Regions from separate parts of the Sus scrofa genome. Here all the other regions are linked to region 2. A link is a contact called in public HiChIP or PLAC-seq data. All regions are on one chromosome and are shown on one strand. The core of a region is the stretch at or near the end of the contact, and the rest is flanking DNA. Distances in the headings are between cores, read along the strand shown. Region 1 has its middle 45 kb from the start of PGM2. Region 2 overlaps RELL1 (RELT-like protein 1). Region 3 overlaps PGM2 (phosphoglucomutase-2).

Evidence for each region. HiChIP or PLAC-seq counts read pairs in DNA pulled down with a chosen protein or histone mark.
Region 1: a contact with region 2 is called in an H3K27ac HiChIP or PLAC-seq map of alveolar macrophages. The contact joins two enhancer-like sites. A contact is called at or near these places in 9 of 47 Hi-C or Micro-C datasets (blood, embryonic fibroblasts, fetal liver and 4 more) and 2 of 2 datasets of contacts at active chromatin or transcription factors (alveolar macrophages and skeletal muscle).
Region 3: a contact with region 2 is called in an H3K27ac HiChIP or PLAC-seq map of alveolar macrophages. The contact joins two enhancer-like sites. A contact is called at or near these places in 6 of 47 Hi-C or Micro-C datasets (fetal liver, liver, mesenteric adipose tissue and 3 more) and 1 of 2 datasets of contacts at active chromatin or transcription factors (alveolar macrophages).

What each region holds. Positions count from the first base shown.
Region 1 is chr8:29,260,710-29,264,794 of Sscrofa11.1, forward strand. No RefSeq gene overlaps it. Among named protein-coding and RNA genes, the nearest start is that of PGM2, 45 kb to the right of the region's middle. Within about 2 kb of position 2,057, at least 22 of the 83 cell types and tissues checked have an H3K27ac peak or open chromatin away from gene starts, as enhancers often do. A contact at or near this core is called in alveolar macrophages, where this site is marked.
Region 2 is chr8:29,122,252-29,126,051 of Sscrofa11.1, forward strand. All of the region lies in intron 6 of RELL1 (RELT-like protein 1), which reads right to left. Among named protein-coding and RNA genes, the nearest start is that of RELL1, 66 kb to the right of the region's middle. Within about 2 kb of position 1,355, at least 10 of the 83 cell types and tissues checked have an H3K27ac peak or open chromatin away from gene starts, as enhancers often do. A contact at or near this core is called in alveolar macrophages, where this site is marked.
Region 3 is chr8:29,319,381-29,323,004 of Sscrofa11.1, forward strand. PGM2 (phosphoglucomutase-2) reads left to right here. Exons shown (of 14, transcript XM_003128910.4): 4 at 2,393-2,477. Among named protein-coding and RNA genes, the nearest start is that of PGM2, 14 kb to the left of the region's middle. Within about 2 kb of position 1,936, at least 3 of the 83 cell types and tissues checked have an H3K27ac peak or open chromatin away from gene starts, as enhancers often do. A contact at or near this core is called in alveolar macrophages, where this site is marked.

The DNA.
Region 1 (4,085 bases), core at 807-3,306, 140 kb after region 2:
AATAGTGTTGCAATGAACATGCAGGTGCATGTGTCTTTTTCAAGGAAAGTTTTGTCCAGACATATGCCCAAGAGCAGGATTCCTGGGTCATATGGTAGTTCTATGTGTAGTTTTCTAAGATACCTCCATACTGTTTTCCATAGTGGTTGTACCAATTTACTTCCTGACAATAGTACAGGAGGGTTCCCTTTTCCCCACATCCTCCCCAGCATTTGTTATTTGTTTCATTTTACTCTTCAATTAACTTGCTCCCTGGAGGCAGCAGCCATGCCCTGTACCTCTTTGTGAGTTTCTGCAATGGCTAGCTCAGTGCCAAGTATATGATGAACACTTATTGACTATTCCTCCCCCTTTCTCCTGAGAATATACACCATGCCAGTGTCCCTTTATCTTCTCCCACGATACTGAGCCTTGTGCTTGGCTCAATGGTAAATGTGCATTGGTTGGTTAGAGTATAATTGTTGCACACAGCCATGCCCTCAACCCAGAATGGAGAGTCACTGACCCATACAACAGGGTTCCAACAATCTTGGTTACCATCCTGCCTGCAGATTGGGTGAGAGGTGATCTGCAATGATAGGAAAGTGCAGGCTTGTAATAACATTTGAAAATAACTCACTCTTCTCAGTGGCAAAAAGCTAGAATTACAGTGATGCATAATGCTTATAAAGAAAATCCTGGAGTTCCCATTGCGGCTCAGTGGTAATGAACCCTACTAGCATCCATGAGGACATGGGTTCAATCCTTGGCCTTGCTCTGTGAGTTGGGGATCTGCCATTGCTGTGAGCTATGGTGTAGGTTTGAAGACATGGCTCGGATCCTGAGATGCTGTGGCTGTGGTGTAGGCTGGCAGCTGCAGCTCTGATTTGATCCCTAGCCTGGGAACTTCTGTATGCTGCAGGTGTGGCCCTGAAGAAAAAAAAAAAAAAAAACAGAAAATCATGACGGATCTCCATTTGAAAATGTTTCTTTTGTTTAAAAATATGTGAAGGTTGGCTCAATGGTTAACAAACCATTGTCTTGGACTAGTAACCAAGACGTTGCCTGTTTGATCCCTGGCCTCACTCAGTGGGTTAAGGATCCCGCGTTGCCATGAGCTGTGGTGTAGGTCGCAGATGTGGCTCAGATCCCCTGTTGCTGTAACTGAGGCGTAGACCGGCGGCTACAGCTCCGATTGGACCCCTAGCCTGGGAACCTCCATATGCCTCGGGTGCGACCCTAAAAAGACCCCCCAAAAAAAAATTAAAAAAATAGATAAATAATGTGAAGGTCAATGAGTCTGAATGAATACAAATAATGAACTAAACAATTATTGCTGCCAGAAGAAAAAGCTGCCCTGAGGAGACATGCCATTCTACCCTTTCTCAAAGGGTAATGATGAACCAGCGCCTCCTAGAAACCTTATTAGGGGATTCAAGGCTGGGAGGATGGTTGTTTTGTTACAGCAGCTGCCCAGCAGCCCTGTGCTGCAGCGTTATCAGCTCTGGCGACAGCCCTGTGGCTGTAGTGTCCCAGCTCCAGCAGCTCTGTGGCTGCAGTGGATCAGCTCTTTTACGGGGCGAGAAACCCAGCGAGTACTCGGAGAGTTGGAGACTTCAGGTTTATTTTGCCGGCGGGCTCAGAGGAGATGGCTCTCCGGAGTCTGAGCCCCGAAGAAGGGTTTCACAAGGCTTTTATGGGCTACCTCTTCCGGGTCCGTGCTTGGCTGGTTGGACCGGAGTGAGGTCAGGCGAGGGAGTAGGTGTGGAAACAAGTTCACAGAAGCAGATGTGTGGGGGAGGGTGGTTAGGGGCAGTTGGCTGGACTTTGCTTAGTCATCATGGCTGAGGTCTCTCCTTTCTTCCTTCTTATTGGGACAGTTTCTCCTACAGCTTACCCCTGTCAGAATGCATGATTGTTTTGTTATGACCTTTTATAACCTCCTAAAGATGTTATCCACACCATCGACTGGGTCCACAAGAACTGCTCTGTCCTTCGTGGTCTCCCCACAACCCCATCCATGGAGACGTGCACCTTGATCAGAGGAAGAGTTTGCACTATGCAAATGTGGTGAGGTCACTTCGGAAGACCATTCGTCAGGTTGAACTAAAGAAAAAGAAAACAAAACTCTGCACTGATTCCCACGCACTTAGATGTCCATATAAACAAACTCTAGAGCTTTATGATCTCTTCCATATGTACACCAGCCCTCCACACCTGGATTATCCTGGGTGCTTTTATTTTCTGCCAAAAGAGAAAAATAGTAATTTCAATCCCTCCACCATGTCCCATCTAGATGGATTTTAAGGTGATGAGATTTTGCTCCTCCCACAGTTTTGTGGCAGTGTTACAGCAGGCAGAGAGGTAGGTGTGAACAGAGAAACAGAGGCCAAAGGCCAACTGGCAGGAAACCACGCATCTTGCAAACAGCAGGGGGTCCCAGGGCAGCAAAAAGAAGGAGGGGTGAGGGATTGGGGGGTGTCTCATGGCAGAAAAAGAAAAGCAGGAACTGACTGGAAACCACACATTTGAGGTGGTAAGTGTCCTGGAGGCAGAAAAAGAAAGGTTGGAAAAGGCAGGAATCTCCAGCATTCAAATGTAACCTGTTGCTCGTTACTTCCTCATTGCAATAAAATTAGCCTTACAGATAAAAAAATTCCATTAAGGACCAAGGCTCAGGACACTTCCAATCAAAGTTAAATAAGGACAAAAATCCCTCCCCCCTTCAGGAAGGTGGAGCTGGAATGAAAATCTGGATAAATGACAAGGGGGAAGGGGAGGGAGTGGGACGGACTGGGAATTTGGGGTTAATAGATGCAAACTGTTGCCCTGGGAATGGATGAGCAATGAGATCCTGCTGTATAGCACTGGGAACTTTATCTGGTCACTTATGATGGGGCATGAAGGAGCATAATGTGAGAAAGAGACTGTATAGATGTATGTGTGACTGGGTCACCCTGCTGTACAGTACAAAATTGACAGAACACTGTAAACTAGCCATAATGGAGAAAATAAAAATCATTTTAAATTAAAAAAAAGAAAATCAGGGTATAGGATCCCCAGTGAATACTCCGCCCCTTCATTTGTATGCCCCTCCTAACCCACTTGCTAAAGAAACGCAGGGCAACTGCTCACCTGTCTGCCTGCCTTCCCTCTGGAGGCTTGTTTCTCACTTAAATAAATCCTCACTTTGCCTTCTCAATTTCCTTCTAGTTTCTGATTCCTTCTGTGATGAGACAAGAGCCTTTCCACGGTAACAGCAGCTCATGAAGAGAATAAGTAAGGAGGAGAAACAAAGGCAAAGGAAAATATAATTAAATGACCTGCTTTTCACTCTGTCCTCTTTCTCCACAGCTTCTAGAAACTTCCTTTGTAGGTTCTTTCATGACTGCTTCTGGACCTTCAAAGCTGTCTAGGCTGAGACACAGGTAAAGGCAGAAAGGATCTGGACTGGAAAGCCCAGCAATTTCCTGGGGTGGGGGTGCCCCAAGGGGGGCCACTGATCCTCAGATGAAGAGACTTCTCAGCCTCAAGCAAAACTTAGCTCAACACAGCTTTCTTTGGGAGGGTGATTTATATATAGGTCTTTATTCTTTTAAAATATGACCTGCGGTTCCTGAGTATATATGCCAAGATGAAAGGACCTTGGCAGCACAGAGAAAGGGCATTCTGGCTCCACACCCTAAAGGTCTGGGTAAAAATTCTGGGACCACGAATACATTTGCATACCAGCTGAACAGCACGCAGTAGCTAAACTGGTTGAGTTTCTCCATACTTTTTAAAAAGTGGCATTACTAATTTGTCTTATCAAATGCTCAGCATGATAAATCTAAACTAAATTTTCCCACTGCACAAAGTGGTCTCTCTTAAGAATCAATTAAGCACGGGAAAATTCAGAATTCTCAGCTCTGTGAGTGCAGCAATACCATGTGGTTAGCCAAAACAAGGACTGTACACAAATAAATACAACACAAAGCTGATAATCCAAAGAGGGCCACAGAGCAAAGGTACTCTGGGAGTAACCTTGTACTGTAACCTGTTTTGATTAGTGATTTGATTTATTCATCCCTAAATATGGCTGGACTGGTTGATTCCTCCATCCCCGT
Region 2 (3,800 bases), core at 105-2,604:
AATGGTCTCATCTAGATGACAGTCAGTTACGTGTCCTTTAACTTTCCTCTTCTGAAGACCCGGAACAGGAGCGAAATGCTACATCAGCCTGTGTAGACTGCAGCATACACACCACGCAGGCCGACCTACCCCCGTTAAGGAAGAAAACCTTCTCTTGTTTCCCCAGACTGTGTTTGCCTATGAACACTAAAGAGAGATGAAACCAACTTGCAGAAATATGAAGAAATAGCAAAAAATCAATAGGATGTCTTTATTGGAGTATTACTTTGTACTTATTATTCAAATAAGTACTTATTTTACAGACAAGTACATCCTTTACAAATATCTCATCCTTCAGGATATGTAGTCTAACATTATCCATGTTATCCTTTACTGCTGCTGACAGTTATAATACTCACAATGGGTGTGTGTGTGTGTGTGTGTGTGTGAAGGAGGGAGAGAGATTTCCCAAACTAAATGTGTGGGTAAAGGATGCTTTCCCCTTTAGCTGAAAAGGAGCTGCCCTCTAAAATAGCATGAACCAGTCATGGCTCCACTGCAGAGCTCAGTGGCAACAAACCGGACAAGGATCCATGAGGATGTGGGTTTGATCCCTGGCCTTGCTCAGTGGGTTAAGGATCCGGGATTGAGCTGTGGTGTAGGTCACAGACGTGGCTCAGATCTGGTGTTGCTGTGGGTGTGGTGTAGGCCGGCAGCAACAGCTCCGATTGGACTGCTAGCCTGAGAACTTCCATATGCTGCACCTGCAGCCCTAAAAAAAAAAAAAAAAAAAAAAAAACGCATAAAATAAAATAAAAAACAGCATGAACCAAGTTCTTAATTATAAATGAATAACTAAGTCCCTGTACTGCATTGCCACAACCTTACACGGCTAAACCATGAATTTGGACCATAAAAACCAAACAAACTCAAATGTGGGAATAAGTTCATTTGAATACTGGGTTGATTAATGTGGAAGACACTATCAGGGAAAAAAGTAGAAAGGCCAGAGCTGGAAAAATAGACAAATTGTCCTAAAAGAAAAAAAAAAGTTTAAAAAGATGAGAGACTTTTCCCAGTAATACTTCAAACTAGGCCATTATCTAGAAAATAGGTATTCAACTATTTTTATGTCTTTCTCTCTCTCTCTCTCTTTTTATCACCTGCTCTCTTAGACCTGGACTTTTTTTGTATCAAGGAAAACAAGAAGGTCAAGAGCAAAGGATGTCAGGCCCAGACTGGGGTCTTTCATCACAGTCAGACTCTTCATTCCAACGCAGTAGAAATTCCCAGTGTTCTTTGCACAAGTTTGACCACTGGTCAGGAGTGGGCAGGAAGGACAGAGGGCTGGGTTACGAAGGAGGGATCCGGAGATATTGGCCTGTCCCCACATCCACACCCTCTGACTAGCTGTGAAGCCTCGGCCTCCCTACAGAGTTCCCTCCTAAGGTCGTTGGGGGTTTTGCATAAGATGATGTATGTGCAGTGCTTAATACCAGACCCTTCTCCAAGTTAGCTATTGTTTTCATGACCATCATCCAATCACACTGGCTTTCTTTGTACGGCCTTCCTTGGCTAATTAAAACTGCACTGTGCACAGTGTCTTTGAAAGCGGAAGGGACAGATACAAACAGCTGCTTCAAGTCTGGATCGCTCACACCAGACACGAGGCAGAAAAAGGAAAGTTAACCTTTCTCGGGCTCTGTCGAAAGCTCCCCAGCTCTGATTCACAGCTCTGGGCTCTTGCTCTTCACAAACACACCCTTAACAACAGGGAGCACTTGACCAGCACAGCAACTATCTATTTCCAGGTAAATACCTATCTTACTGGGGTGACAACCAAGAGGAAAGAAGATACCACATTCTGTACGCCTGTAAATTTCCAGTGGTAGCCTTGTTTCCGGAACTGTGTCATGGTACATTCGACATTGTTAAATTTCTTCTCCTTCCATTCTATTGCTGTGAGTATGACCATAGTCACAACCAAACACATGCTGTAAAATAGTATTTCTTTACCACAGCTTTTAATGCTAAATGGTGCCTTCTGTATGGGCAAACAGCAGTCAGAAAACAGGAGGGAGCTGGCATAGATGCTAGAGAAATCTAGCAGCAATGGACCAGAGGGGGAGAAAACGAATTATTCTCCAGTTCTCATTGCCATAGGGCCCCCCCACATTTAATAACGCTGACCTATCTTTTTAGGGGGTGAGGGTAGGGGGAGAATTTGGTGATTATTGTCTTACACTAGTGAGTGCTCAGGCTGGGGGAAGTGAAGCCAAACTTCCTTACATTGAAAAGACAACTCAGAAATCCCAAGTGTTTTATGTGGAATCTAAAATATGACACAAATGAACCTATTTATGAAACAGACTCACAGACATAGAGAACACAGACTTGAGGTTGCCCAGGGGAAGTGCGGAGGCTTGGGGGAGGGATAGGGTGGGAGGCTGGGGTTTAGCAGATGTAAGCTATTACTTATAGGATGAATAAACAACAAGGTTCTACTGTTTAGTGCAAGAAACTAGATTCAATAGCCTATGATAAATCATAATAGAAAAGAATATTTTTAAAAAGAATGGAATCTCTTTGCTGTGCCCCAGAAATACAACTCTGTAAATCAACTCTCCTTCAATTTTTCAAAAGCACTCTAATTACATAAAAGAAGAAGAAGAAGAAAAGAAATCCCAAGTGTGACCATTTCATCATAAAACAAGACTGATGGAGAGAAATGAAGAACCTCGGAAAAAAATTGTCTGGAAGGAAGAGATCCTCTTCCTCTCTAGAGTTTATGGCTTACAATGCCATTCTAATGATAAAGACAAAGCTCTAACTCCATTATTATGTTAAGGTTGCACAGAAGCCACAATACAGCTTTGATTAGGACATATGCGTGCCTTGTTAAAAAGCATCTGGTCCCTTTAAAAATTAGAGCCATGTTTTAAGAAACTAGAAGCCTAAACAGATGATGGACCGTTCACACCAAGACCTCAAAGAACAGGGGGTTAAGGAAGAAAAAGACCATCTGATTCATCACGAGAGTGGCTGACATTTGCAGAGTGCCTTCCACGTACCAGGCACTGCCGTGCCAAGCGCTCCAGATGCAGTAACTCATCTTTCCAATAACCCCCTGAGTCAAAGACAGGAAACTGAGGCTTGCAGGTTCAATAGCCTGCCCAAGACCACAGAGTTAATATGGGAAAGCAGATTCCACCCCAGGCAGTTCCATCTGGAAGACCCTCAGACACCCCCACTCAGCTCCGCCACTCCAGTCACCACGGAGACATGCACGGGACTGTCGCCAGCACTTCTCTGCTCTTTTACTGAATAACGCCAGTGGGAAAGTCTGCACTGCTTGTAGCTTTGAATTTTCTCACAGTAGGTTTGGATCTTAATGGGAAGTCTGAAGTTTGCTCTTTACTCAGTTACAGCGTCACAGCGATCGCCACGTGTTCCTCTATGTTAGCAACAATGGGTTTGGTCTCCCAAGTGACCACAGCTGGACGCTTGGGATTTACCAGCTCTTGGGATGCTGAGGATCAGAGCACTTTATTCCAAATAAAATATAATTGATGTCAAAAGTTATTCTGTATCTGGAAGAACAAGGGTTCTCCTGGAAGTGATTTAAATGCAATCCAGCAGTTCCCTTTGAGTCTCAAGACACCTGAGTTGCAACATGTCCACAAGCTACAGGTAAAATACCTTACAACCCTGAATGGGCCCACCTGTTTCTAATAAGGAAAAGCAACAAGTTAAATATTGCCTGTGGCGAGACATGTTTCTACAATATTTTCTTGGCCTCTTTGCTGAAAACTCCATCTTGT
Region 3 (3,624 bases), core at 686-3,185, 200 kb after region 2:
AAGAACATACAAATATTTAATATTAATGAAAAGTCTCATAACTTTATAGTGCTGGGTGAGTTCATGGAGTCCTAATCTTTGCTTATCATTAGCTTCTAATCTAAGAAGGAAGCATTCATGAGAACAAATGTGTACTTGTGAGGAAGGGAGCATGGCCAGGGCAAAAGTTCAGTGATTTCTGCTCCTCGATTGAACCCGGGGTGATATAAAATAGTGAGTCTTAATCGCCAGGCTCAAAAATGTGATTTTTGTCAGTAAAGCAAGAGAGAAGCCATGTCGCTCAGGGATTGACGCATAAGAACTACATTCATGAGAGAATGATGTATAAACCTCAAGAGAATCAGTTTGTCAATTTTTAGTTAGTGGTTTTACAGTTAGAATTAACATCATACACATGCTTTTCCAGCCCCAGGGGCAGGTCAGACCCTCTAGTCAAAGCATGTGCAGTCCATGTATGTGGCTAAGGGTCTGTTTAGCTTCTCAAATTTCTTCTTTTTGGGCTAACTACCCTGCTTCAGGTTGGCACTTCTTTCATGTATGTTAACATTGTTAATTAAGGGGTAGATATTTTTGGCTTTGGCCTTGGGGCCATATTGGTTCCTCAAAGTGACGGATATTATTGATTTTATTTGTTTGTGGTTCAAGTCTCAGAGTTTGGCATGGAGTGGAGTGGAGCTCAGGACTGCTCTCATCACATACAGTAGCAAGATATTTAGAGATTGTGACAAATATTAAACCAGTGCATGTTAAAACATTCATGATGAGTAAATGGAATTTTCTTAGACTTGGAAACTTACTGTAGTCTCAGAATTTTACCTAATAAACAATTAGTTCTTTTAATCTTCCAAGTTTAAAATATCTGGTGGGGAACATAAGCAGTAATGTTAAGCATATGCAGAGAACACACTGAATCCTTTTTGTGCACATTTGTAGTTGAGTTCACTCAACTGTGGTGAGTGTCGTCTCCTTTACTAGCTTTAAGAAAGTGCTTCTAAGGTCAGCTGTGGTACACGTTTCCTGTAGGTAAATGTGACCTCTGTTCCTCCTCATGAATGGGATGTGCATTTAATTCAGATTTTTATTTATTTATTTTTCTATTTCTTATTTTAATTTTTTTGTCTTTTGTCTTTTTAGGGCCGCACCTACGGCATATGGAGGTTTCCAGGCTAAGGGTCTAATCGGAGCTATTGCTGCCGGCCTACGCCACAGCCATAGCAATGCAGGATCCTTAACCTACTGAGCAAGGCCAGGGATCGAACCCGCAACCTCATGATTCCTAGTCGGATTCGTTAACCTCTGAGCCATGATGGGAACTCCCAGATTTTTTAAAATTCTTTTTTGCTAAATGTTGTTTTTATGACTTCCCTCTATATGTAGGGGCATAATTTTGACTGTCGAAATCATTTTTTATATTACTGTTGCTACTCGGGATTTTAATGCTTGAGTTGTTTAAGATCTCTTCTTTTGGCCCCAACCAGCTCCAGGATAGTGTTCTATGAAGTTAGACCTCTGGAAATATCTGAGAGAATAATTTGTTTGGTTAATTTTGTAATAGTATGATTGCTCGTTGGAAGTCAATTGCTGCTTTATTGTGTTAAAGTATTTGATGCAGAGCATGAAGAGAGACTTGATTCCATGTTCTGCGTCCTGCCTGAAGCCAGGTGCTGTGGAAATTGAAAAATATGTCAACTCATTAAAGGACTGAGTGGAGCCAAGATGTATATATGTCATTTACATGTGTCATATACATCTGTGTGTCACCCACATATCACATGCACACATGCCATGAGAGTATGTTTCATAGACGATGACATCAAATTCAAATGCTAGTCTTTAGGGCGTGTACTAGATGGTGACAGCTCAAGACCGGGGTTTCTCCATCTCTGCACTCTGGACGTGTGACTTGTCACTGAGCCAGATCACTCTTCTTGTGGCCATTGCCCCATGCAGTGTGGGCTGTTTAGCATCCCTAGCATCCACCTACCGGCTGCCACTAGCATCCTACCTTGGAGACAGCTAGAAATGTCTCTAGACAAGGCAGATGTCCCACAGAGGCCTCATGGCCCTCGGCTGAGACCACCAAGATGGAAGGGAGCTGAGAGATGTGGGTGCAGGCCGGGCCCAGCTGCTGAATGGCTGCTGGACACGAGACTAGTGGTCTGGCCTTTCTTGGCTTTCATCCATTTCTGTAAAACAGAGAGGCGGGGCAGGCTACCTCCTAAGGTTCCTCCAGCTTTAATGCTCTCGCCAGCACAGGTGTCATCACAGTTTTCCTCCATCTGGCTGCCGTACTCAACCCAGAGGAATGGTTGGGCCTTCGTTTCCTTCTTCCTTGTCACCCCCGGTCCTGATGGCTCCACTCTCTCTTCTCCCTGTCACTCTGCATTTCCAGGTTTGCCCGGCTCGCCGCAACCGCGTTTATCAGCCAGGGGATTCCCGTGTACCTCTTTTCTGATATAACCCCGACCCCCTTTGTGGTAAGTGAACTGTTTGCTTCTATGATTTTCTGTCCTGGGATCAAGGATGGGATATGGCCGAGTTTTACAGTCTTTAGTGCTCTTGGGATTCAGGTATTTGAAGGACAAAGGGCTCCTTTTATCAGGAATTCTCCAGGTTCCCCCTGTGGCTCAGTGGGTGAAGGATCCAGCATTGTTACTGCAGTGGCTTGGGTCCCTGCTGTGGCACGGGTTCGATCCCTGGTCCAGAAACTTTTCCATGCTGTGGGCACAGAAAAAATAATAATAAATGTCAAGAATTTTGTTTCCAGGAATGGTCCTTCACATCCTAGTAATATTTCTTTGGTATTCAACTTCTGTCTCATCAGAATTGATTTTATATATATATATATATATATATATATATGGTGCAGTGGTTTAAAAGGAACTTAACCCACTGAGCCTGATCCTTTAAACCACCACACCATAGCGGGAACTCCAAAATTGATTTTTTTTTTTTTTTAAATAGTTTTTCTTTGGCTTATGTTCTGAGGATCTTTTGGCTAGTTAGCAAAATGTCATTTGTTTGTATGCCTGTTTGCTTTTTAATTTAGTTTGTATTCTTTTCCCCAGCTATCACAATTAGGAAATTTCTTGGGTCAAAATCTGGATTTGCCTCGAACCATGTCGTTTTGCCTTTTTAGCGCCGCACCTGCTGCATATGGAAATTCCCAGGCTAGGGGTGGAAAGGGAGCTACTGCTGCCAGCCTATGCCACAGCCACAGCAACCTGGGTCCTAGCTGCGTCTGTGACCTACACCACGGCTCATGGCAACACCAGTTCCTTAACCCACTGAGCGAGGCCAGGGATTGAACCCACAGCCTCTTGGATGCTAGTCAGATTCATTCCCTACTGTGCCACAGCAGGAACTCCCTCAATTCATGTCTTTTTTTTTTTTTTTTTTTTTTTTTGTTGTTGCCTTTTCTGGGGCCACTCCCGCAGCATATGGAGGTTCCCAGGCTCAGGGTCGAATCGGAGCTGTAGCTGCCGGCCTACGCTAGAGCCACAGCAACTCGGGAATTGAACTTTGTCTGCAACCTACACCACAGCTCATGGCAACGCCGGATCCTTAACCCACTGAGCAAGGCCAAGGATCAAACCCTCAACCTCATGGTTCCTAGTCGGATTC